3 separate regions of the Mus musculus genome follow, and regions 2 and 3 are each linked to region 1. Evidence: chromatin contacts called from public Hi-C and HiChIP or PLAC-seq data. All regions are on one chromosome and are shown on one strand. The core of a region is the stretch at or near the end of the contact, and the rest is flanking DNA. Distances in the headings are between cores, read along the strand shown. Region 1 holds the start of Fam135a (family with sequence similarity 135, member A). Region 2 overlaps Smap1 (small ArfGAP 1). Region 3 overlaps Col9a1 (collagen, type IX, alpha 1).

Region 1 (2,734 bases), core at 172-2,671:
AAGGTTTCATTCATGTTTATTCTAGCAAATATACACAATATTTGCCATTTTTAACCATCTTCAAGCAGATTATCAGTGGCATCATGTTCCCTCACATTATATCTAAGAGACACCACTCTCTCCTCCTAATTCATTTTTATCACAAGCTGTGTTCTGTTCTCCCCATTCATTTTATCTTGAGCTGTGTGAAAGTGTTACAGCTCTGAGGGAAATTTTCAGCTGTTGCTGAAATTCCCAACCTTGCTTGAGTCACACACAGAAGCTTTAACGAGCTATAAAATGTCCTGCTGGTGGCCCAACTTGAGACCCATCCATGGGCAAGCACCAAACCCTGACACTATTATAAGGATACTCTGTAGGCTCCACCCAGGAGATGATTCAAACCGAAGCAGACACCCACAGCCAAATAGTGGATGGAGCGAGGGGCCTCTTATGGAAGAATAGGAGGAAAGATTGCAGTCCTGAAGGGGATAGGAACTCCACAGGAAGACCAACTAACCAGGACCCTTGGGGCTCTCAGAGACTGAACCCCCAACCAAAGAGTATACACGGGCTGGACCTAACCCCACTTCCTCCAGCATGTGTGGCTGATGTGTGGCTTGGTCTTCATGTGGGTCTTCAACAACGGGAGGGGGAGGGGAGCTACTATCCCCAAAGCAGCTCCATTTATGTGGGATATGTTTTATTAGCTGGGCTGCCTTGTCCTGCCTCAGTGGGATAGGAAGTGCCAGCCTCACAGACTCAGAGAAGGGAAGGGGGAGTGGGGGAAGGACTGTGGGAGGGGAGGGGATCTGGAAGGGGGAACCGAGCAGGATGTAAAGTAAATAAATCTTTAAAAAATGTTCTGTTCGGACAGCGGGAAAGAAGAAAATGAAGTTAATCAATGAAAGACTATGGGCTTCCGTTAATGGAATTTAAGACCTGAAAGCTTCTATTTAAGATGTCATCAATCAAGACACTAATAGATCAGCTGCACGCATGGCCACACCATGGATGGCCCCATTAGCGACTGCTGGGGCAGCACCGACCCACTGCCCTGGCAGAGGCGCGAGGGTCGGCTCTAGCCATGGCAGCAAGGAGAGAAGACGTAGATGACTTCGAGAGAAATCTCCTCAGTCTTCAACTGTCCTTTCGCATCTCTTGGGGCCCTTTAACTCTCGACCAGTGGTTCACACTATCCCCCCCCCTACCCCCAGCTCCCACCCCGGCTGGGCTCGCGCTTTTTATTGACGCAAGTCTCCCGTTCTCGCGGGAACTCGGGAGGGGCGAGCCGGGAAGGGAGAACAAATCTTCAAATCTCGGTTGGCGCCGGGGGCCCGCGGCAGCTGAGTCTCCTGGGGGGGCGGGACTTGGAGCCCAAGGGGGCGGGTCCTCGCCTCAGAGAAGGCGGGACGTTGCGGGAGGGGGAGGGGAGAGCCCCAGGGGCGGGGCCGCGGGCCGGGACCTGTTGAACGCAGGTAGCGCTCGGCGGCCCGGTTCCCTTGGGACCGACGCGACTGCGCATGCTCGCCGGCGGCTCTGGGCCGGGAGCCGAGCGCCGGAGACGAGCCGGCTCTTGGCTTTGCGGTGGTTGCGGGTGCTGCGATGGCGATGTGAGCGGGCCCGGGGCGGGATGGTGCGGACCTGGCTAAGGACGCCTACCAGCCGGACGCAGAGCTCCTCCGTCGCACAGGCGCCAGCCGAGGCCGTGCCGGTTGAGAGGTGAGCCCCTCGCTGTCCGCGCGACTCCCGGCCCCGCGACGCGGGCCAGGTCCATCTCCCCCGCGGGGCCGGACAGGAAGTGGCCTCCTCGCCTCGTCTGCCTCTGGCGCCCTGGCCTCAGTCGGAGCCGGGTCCTGGGCCCGCTGAAGGTCGGCGGGGACGCGAGGGGCGCGGCGCGCAGGCGGGTGCCCCCGGCCGGCCCTTGCCACTCGTCGTGCCCGGTGTCCCGCCGGCTCTCCGCCCCACTCCACGGTCGCCGCCTGGTCCTTCGACCCTCATTCGCTTCCACCCGCGCCCGCGCGCCCTTTGGCTCCGGGGGTCCCTCGACGTCGGTCGAGCTCTCCGCTCGGTCCAGCTCGGTCCCTCGACTGTGCATCCCCAGTCGTTAACCTCTTGGCCGTCGCCGATCAGTTTCCTCGCTGTTAGCACTATTTTCTCCTTTGGCACCTCGTTCTAGCTCTTTTGTTAGTTACTGACTTGTGGGAGGGTGGGCTTTTTGGCCTTTTGCGTTTTGTTGTTGCGTTTAAGCATCTCTTTGCTCCAGTGTCGAGCCTTGCCTTCAGAGGCCCTCACTCTCTTAACCTCTTTTGGTCCCCCCGCCTCATTGCTTTCGGTCCAGCCGCTCCTAACCACCGAACCGATTTTAGTTCTTTAATGTTGGTGTTTTGTTTTTTAAGCCATAAAACTCCTTTTTCCTATATGTGTGGATGGAACCTCTTTTTCAGTCCATATGTTTTACTTTTTATTACATCCCCGAAGAGTTGTAACAACCTCTGTTCTCTTCTGCTTTCTACGCAAGCTAGGGCTATGCCTAGTATCCCCACTGAAGCTTCCAGAGCAGTTTCTTCATCTTTCTTCACCAGAAATTCTCTAAAGAATGGCAGCTCACTTGATTGGATCTTGAATTACATGTACCAGTCATGTTATGAGAAACAAACTGGCCATTTATAAAGAGTTAAGATTTGCCAGAGGTCAGTGCTCCAGTAAATAACAGTTGACCAGGAACAAATCTGAAGTGAAATTTAACAAAAAT
Region 2 (2,734 bases), core at 108-2,607, 220 kb after region 1:
TCCTAGGGTTTCTATCTCCAGCGTTGCCTCGCTTTGGGTTTTCTTTATTGTGTCTACTTCCCCTTTTAGTTCTAGTATGGTTTTGTTCATTTCCATCACCTGTTTGGCTGTGTTTTCCTGCTTTTCTTTAAGAGCCTGTAACTCTTTAGCAGTGCTCTCCTGTAAATCTTTAAGTGACTTATGAAAGTCCTTCTTGATGTCCTCTATCATCATCATGAGAAATGTTTTTAAATCTGGGTCTAGATTTTCGGTTGTGTTGGGGTGCCCAGGACTAGGTGGGGTGGGAGTGCTGCGTTCTGATGATGGTGAGTGGTCTTGATTTCTGTTAGTAGGATTCTTACGTTTGCCTTTCGCCATCTGGTAATCTCTGAAGCTAGCTGTTTTAGTTGTCACTGTTAAGAGCTTGTTCTTCAGGTGACTCTGTTAGCCTCTATGAGCAGACCTGGAGGGTAGCACTCTCCTTAGTTTCAGTGGGCAGAGTATTCTCTGCAGGCAAGCTCTGTTCTTGCAAGGCAGGTACCCAGATATCTGGTGTTCGAACCAGACTCCTGGCAGAAGTTGTGTTCCACTCACTAGAGGTCTTAGGATCACGTGTGGAATCCTGTGTGGGCCCTTGCGGGTGTCAGGCGACTCAGCTGGCAAGGTAGCCGGGGCTCGAGTGGAGTGGAAGGGGTTTGTGCCCCAGATCAAGCCCGGGTAGCCTGCTTCCCTATGTACCGCAGTCTTAAGTTCCACGCGATTGGATTGGGGTAGGCGCTGTGTTCCACTCACCAGAGGTCTTAGGGTCCCGTGGGGAGTCCCGTGTGGGCCCTTGCGGGTGTTGGGCAAGACTCTGCTGTCAAGGTAGCCCGGGGCTCGAGTCTCGAGTCGAGCGGAAGGGACTTGTGCCCCAGATCAGGCCCGGGTAGCCTGCTTCCCTATGTACCGCAGTCTCAAGTTCCGCGCGATTGGATTGGGGCAGGCACTGTGATCCACTCACCAGAGGTCTTAGGGTCCCGTGGGGAGTCCCGTGTGGACCCTTGCGGGTGTTGGGCAAGACTCTGCTGGCAAGGTAGCCCGGGGCTCGAGTCTCGAGTCGAGCGAGCGGAAGGGCTATAATGGTTAATCTTGATTGCCAATTTTACTAGGATTAGGAATTACCATGGTAACAAAATTCTGGGCAAGTTTTTGAGGGATTATGTAAATTAGGTTAATTGAAGTGTAAAGACCCACCCTAAATGTGGGTTGCACCATTTGATGAACTGGGATCCCTTTGTGAGGAAAAGGAGAAAGTGGCAAACTCCCGCTTGCTCTTGCTGCCATGCCTTCTCTGAGTCAGTCCTTGGAATGATTGTCAGGAGTGAACCCTCTGCCTGCCCATAGTCCACAGTCTTTGCCCAGCATTTTGTCACAAGGAGTCAAGTCTGAATTTTTAGATAAGAGCTGCTATCTGTCTTTTGAAGTTGCTTTTTATTCAGATCTAAAGGTCTATCATTCTTGTTGTAAGAATGCTCAGAAATGCCAACTTGATACCATGGCATTTCATTAGTTTATTTACTACTTAAAACAATTGCCATGTCACAGAGAAGGATTCACAGAGCTTGACAAACTTTACCAGTGTTGGCCCTGGTGGAGGCAGAGCAAACATCTCTCACTGTAGAGTTCCCTTGTGTCAATTTCCAATCAAATCCTCCAAGGACAAACACTATACTGATTTCTGTCTACAAATTAGTTCCTTAGGGATATTTTTGGGTACCCCGTGGTGGGTATAAAAACCTGTATAAAAACAGCATTCCAATAGGTCACTCATGAAAAAGTGTGAGTCCATCAAAGTCTAGCTTGGGGAAGCAGTGTATTTAATGGACTTACTGATAAAGAGTACAGGCTAGAGTTGACTTGCAGGAGCCTGGGTGTGTCCCCCAAATACTACAAGTAGAAACTCTTACCCCAGCATAGTGAGTTCTCCCCTATAGCTGCATAGGGGTGTTGTAATGGAGGGAGTGATAGAAATCTGGTGCCGGTCTAGTGACTCTTCCCTTTCATTTTCTGTTAGGGAATGCTCAGAGCCAACAAGCCAGATCTGGGGTGTCTCTTGCAAGAGTTGCAACTGCTCTGATGCAGATGACAGCTCTTGGCTCAGGGACAGCACTGTGCATAAATTGAAACCTGTGTCTTGGAAGTCATTCCTATATAGTCTTCATTCAGATTTGGAAAAGTGATGGTTGCAATATGGTTTAATGTTCTGTAATTAGAATAAAGGCTTTTTGATGTAAAAATAGTTAGGTATTTATTAATCAAAGTAAGAGAAGTAATTTCACCACATTTAAATGTACTCTGTGTCACCTTTATGGTCACTATTACCACTCCCATGATACTCATATAATCATGAGTACTATTTTCAAAGATGCTAATCTTTTTTAAAAATGCTTTACCAAAAGATCTAACCAGACCCGAGTCCAGTTAAACTATTAAGTTTGAGGTATATATGGTTTTTATAAAATGTAGCCACTTAGAAAGTAATATCTAAGGGTTACTTATTTACTGCTATTAGATATGCCATATTCTCATCACTCACTCACACACACACACACACACACACACACACACACACACACACACACACACACACACACACTGTATGTTCTTTCAGTTTTTTTTAAAGACATCTCCTGAACATGGTGTTTTAGAGTTATTGACTGCTTGTTTTTAAATAAATAGTTTTTATCAAAATGTATTTTTGTTACTGAATAAATAA
Region 3 (2,734 bases), core at 147-2,646, 130 kb before region 1:
TTCAGCTAATTGAGTTTGAATCATTTAGTTAGATTAACAATTCTATCTAGCAGTTTTAAAATTCAATAACCCCGGAAAGTGTCATTCTACAGTAGAAAGAGGAATCCAGACACAGGCCAACTCCATTTACACATTTTATTGGCTGAGGTCTCCATCAAAAAGCATCTTGATTAGATGCTCTTCTGTGGCTTCAAAAGTCTGTGTCATCTGAATAAAATTCAGCAAGCTAAGAGACAGGGCTACCCACTTCAAAGGAAGAACACTGTACAGTCCAGGAAACAGCCATTAGTGCCAGCATCCAAAAACAGTCTGGCTGCACACCAAACTTCACTATGGTTTTCCCTCACTATAAAGCACACTGAGAACAGTTGTGTGCCTTCACTGTTACACCACACCCACAAGCCAGCCAGCCCCTCCTTGTACTTAAAGTGGTGAATACCCAACACCGCAAACCACATGCAATTCTTACCTGTTCACCCTTCCACTAACAACACTCAACACTTACCTGTTCACCCTTGGGACCCGGTTCACCAAATACACCCTAGAGTAAATAAAATTTGACATTTTTCAGCATCATTTCAGATGAGCCGATATCCTTGAATGAGCTGATGGATAAGGTGATGGAAGAGAGCTCCCTGATTCTCACCACTTAATTGAGGACCAGAGGGTCTCGTCACAATTGTTTCCCAAATCTCTGGTAACATGAGAGCATTCTCTGGTCATATTCATATGAATGAACTTTTACTGGTAGGAATAGAAATTTAGAACTAAATAAAAACTATAACTGCAACTGATTTTTTTTTTCTCCTCACCCTTTATTTTTCTTCCTTCTGGAAAGTTAGTTTTGTTTTGTCTTGAATGTCAATTCTCAGTAATTTAACACTATATTTCTTTCACTCTACTTCTTCATGATAATCAGTAAAGAGAGTCTTCACTGGGTAAAGCAACCTTGATTTCCCAACAAAGAAGGAGTAAACATTCCAGATTTAAAAGAGGGGGAACACACACAAAACCACGTAGACCTCTGGATAGCTTACCCTGTCTCCTTTCATTCCAGGAAGTCCAGGGGGCCCAGGCAAGCCAGGAAGGCCAGGGCTGCCAACAGATCCCTGGAAAACAAACAGAAAATCTTCAGAGTCACTGTGTCCTCGATGCTCAAAGTTGACAAGACAGACGGGCAAGGGCGGGGTGGGGATTGGGGGGAGGGGGCCGGGGTATCAACTCATGTGTAAAGTTAGTGTGTGGTTGGTTTAGTGCTGCCTCACTCCTGCGTTCCAGGAGAAGAGGGGTGGGTGGCCTCCCACCTTCCACCCCATCTCTGAATTCCCTCTGCACAGCTCAGCAACAGTGGGCTCTTTCAGCTAATGCCTGGCAGAACGCAGCCCGCTGTTGCTTCTCCTGCTGTGTAAACAGAAGCTACACAAGAAGCAAAGGCCACCATTCATCTACAGTTCCCTTCCATTCCACTAAGAGGCAGATGCCAGCCGTGGCACTTCATGCCTCTCTGGGTTTTCAAATGCATTCTACAAGCCACGCTGATTAAAATACTCATGCAACTATCATAGATACAATTGGAAATTCCATATCAACAGCTTCACACACTCACATAACAACTAAAATAAAAACCATATATACAGTTAATTAGATGATCTTTTGCAATTTTTCTCTGCTTTCCTTTAAAAAAACACCAAAACATATCTGCTTTGCAGGAAGCAAGCATGTAGAGTGGACACTTCACTTACCAGTTTCCCTGGTATGCCTGGAGACCCTTCTGGTCCTACCGGGCCTCTACTGCCCTGTGAAAACATATATGTTGTCATCAGCTAGATATTCAGCCCAGAGTTAAATGCTTCATTATTATATGAAAAGAAATAACATTTCGTCCAGGCTTTTGGTAAAATATAGGTGTTGCCAAAATCTCCCATCACTCCAACTGAAGGCTCAAACCATCCTGTCAAGAGTCTAACCAGTCACCTTCTGTGCACTGCTCATGGAGCCTGCTTGTGCTGTTCATGGGATGCCAGGCCAGAACACCAGAAATGTTCACTGCCTGTACACACAATGATGTTAGTAATTTTCAGCATGTAAGTCACATCCTGTTTTATATTATGACTATTCATATATACACTTTTATGCTCTCACTTAGGCATGTTCTTAGGGTATTCCATACCCACTCACTGGGCATGCTGCAGTGTCTGTGTAAGCTCTTGGGTCTACAGACGCCTTAAAGGAGCAGCTGGCAAATGATTGTGTCCCTCCAAAAAGCATAAAAGGGAAACACAGGGCAGAGATGCTTGCCTTTAAATGATTGCTGCAACCTCCAGAAGACACAGATGGTAGACATTTATAAACTTTCTGAGATAAAATTTCTTGTTGCACTCATTCTAGATCTAAATATGTCTCCAAGGATTGTAGACTTTGTTAAGTGTGACTCACCAATCTCGTGGGCCCATCTCAAATTTTATTATTTGAAATCTAAGTTTTCACATTTCTATTCTACTTGAAACCCTAAGCTTTAAAGAAAAGACATTTTTAAGAAAAGGGGGTATGAGACTTTTACTTCTTTCCTTGAGAACCCAACCTAGTTTTATACAATTTGACTAAAGCCCGTTATATACCTAATGTTGTTTGCAGCTCAGTAGAATGCAGCGGAACACAAGTAGATAGACAGTCGCATTTCCTTCAAGGTTTATCATAAGACTGCAAGGACTAATTTGAGTTAGTTTTCCTTTAA

Evidence for each region. A called contact is a pair of places that touch in the nucleus more often than the background predicts. HiChIP or PLAC-seq counts read pairs in DNA pulled down with a chosen protein or histone mark.
Region 2: an H3K4me3 HiChIP or PLAC-seq map of intestinal villus epithelium shows a contact between it and region 1, with 6 read pairs. The contact joins the enhancer-like site here to the promoter of Fam135a in region 1. A contact is called at or near these places in 2 of 39 promoter capture datasets (cranial neural crest and embryonic stem cells), 5 of 115 datasets of contacts at active chromatin or transcription factors (embryonic stem cells and intestinal villus epithelium) and 2 of 9 other capture datasets (adipose tissue and pancreatic islet).
Region 3: a Hi-C map of cortical neurons shows a contact between it and region 1. The contact joins the enhancer-like site here to the promoter of Fam135a in region 1. A contact is called at or near these places in 1 of 39 promoter capture datasets (cranial neural crest), 1 of 484 Hi-C or Micro-C datasets (cortical neurons), 1 of 115 datasets of contacts at active chromatin or transcription factors (pancreatic cancer cells) and 1 of 9 other capture datasets (liver).

The regions. Positions count from the first base shown.
Region 1 is chr1:24,099,028-24,101,761 of GRCm38.p6, reverse strand. It overlaps Fam135a (family with sequence similarity 135, member A), which reads left to right and starts at 1,421. Exons shown (of 21, transcript NM_026604.4): 1 at 1,421-1,701.
Region 2 is chr1:23,883,629-23,886,362 of GRCm38.p6, reverse strand. All of the region lies in intron 2 of Smap1 (small ArfGAP 1), which reads left to right. Among named protein-coding and RNA genes, the nearest start is that of Smap1, 37 kb to the left of the region's middle. Within about 2 kb of position 1,357, at least 5 of the 459 cell types and tissues checked have an H3K27ac peak or open chromatin away from gene starts, as enhancers often do. A contact at or near this core is called in intestinal villus epithelium, where this site is marked.
Region 3 is chr1:24,229,258-24,231,991 of GRCm38.p6, reverse strand. Col9a1 (collagen, type IX, alpha 1) reads right to left here. Exons shown (of 38, transcript NM_007740.3): 29 at 1,743-1,796; 30 at 1,038-1,109; 31 at 506-541. Among named protein-coding and RNA genes, the nearest start is that of Col9a1, 53 kb to the right of the region's middle. Within about 2 kb of position 1,396, at least 59 of the 459 cell types and tissues checked have an H3K27ac peak or open chromatin away from gene starts, as enhancers often do. A contact at or near this core is called in cortical neurons, where this site is marked.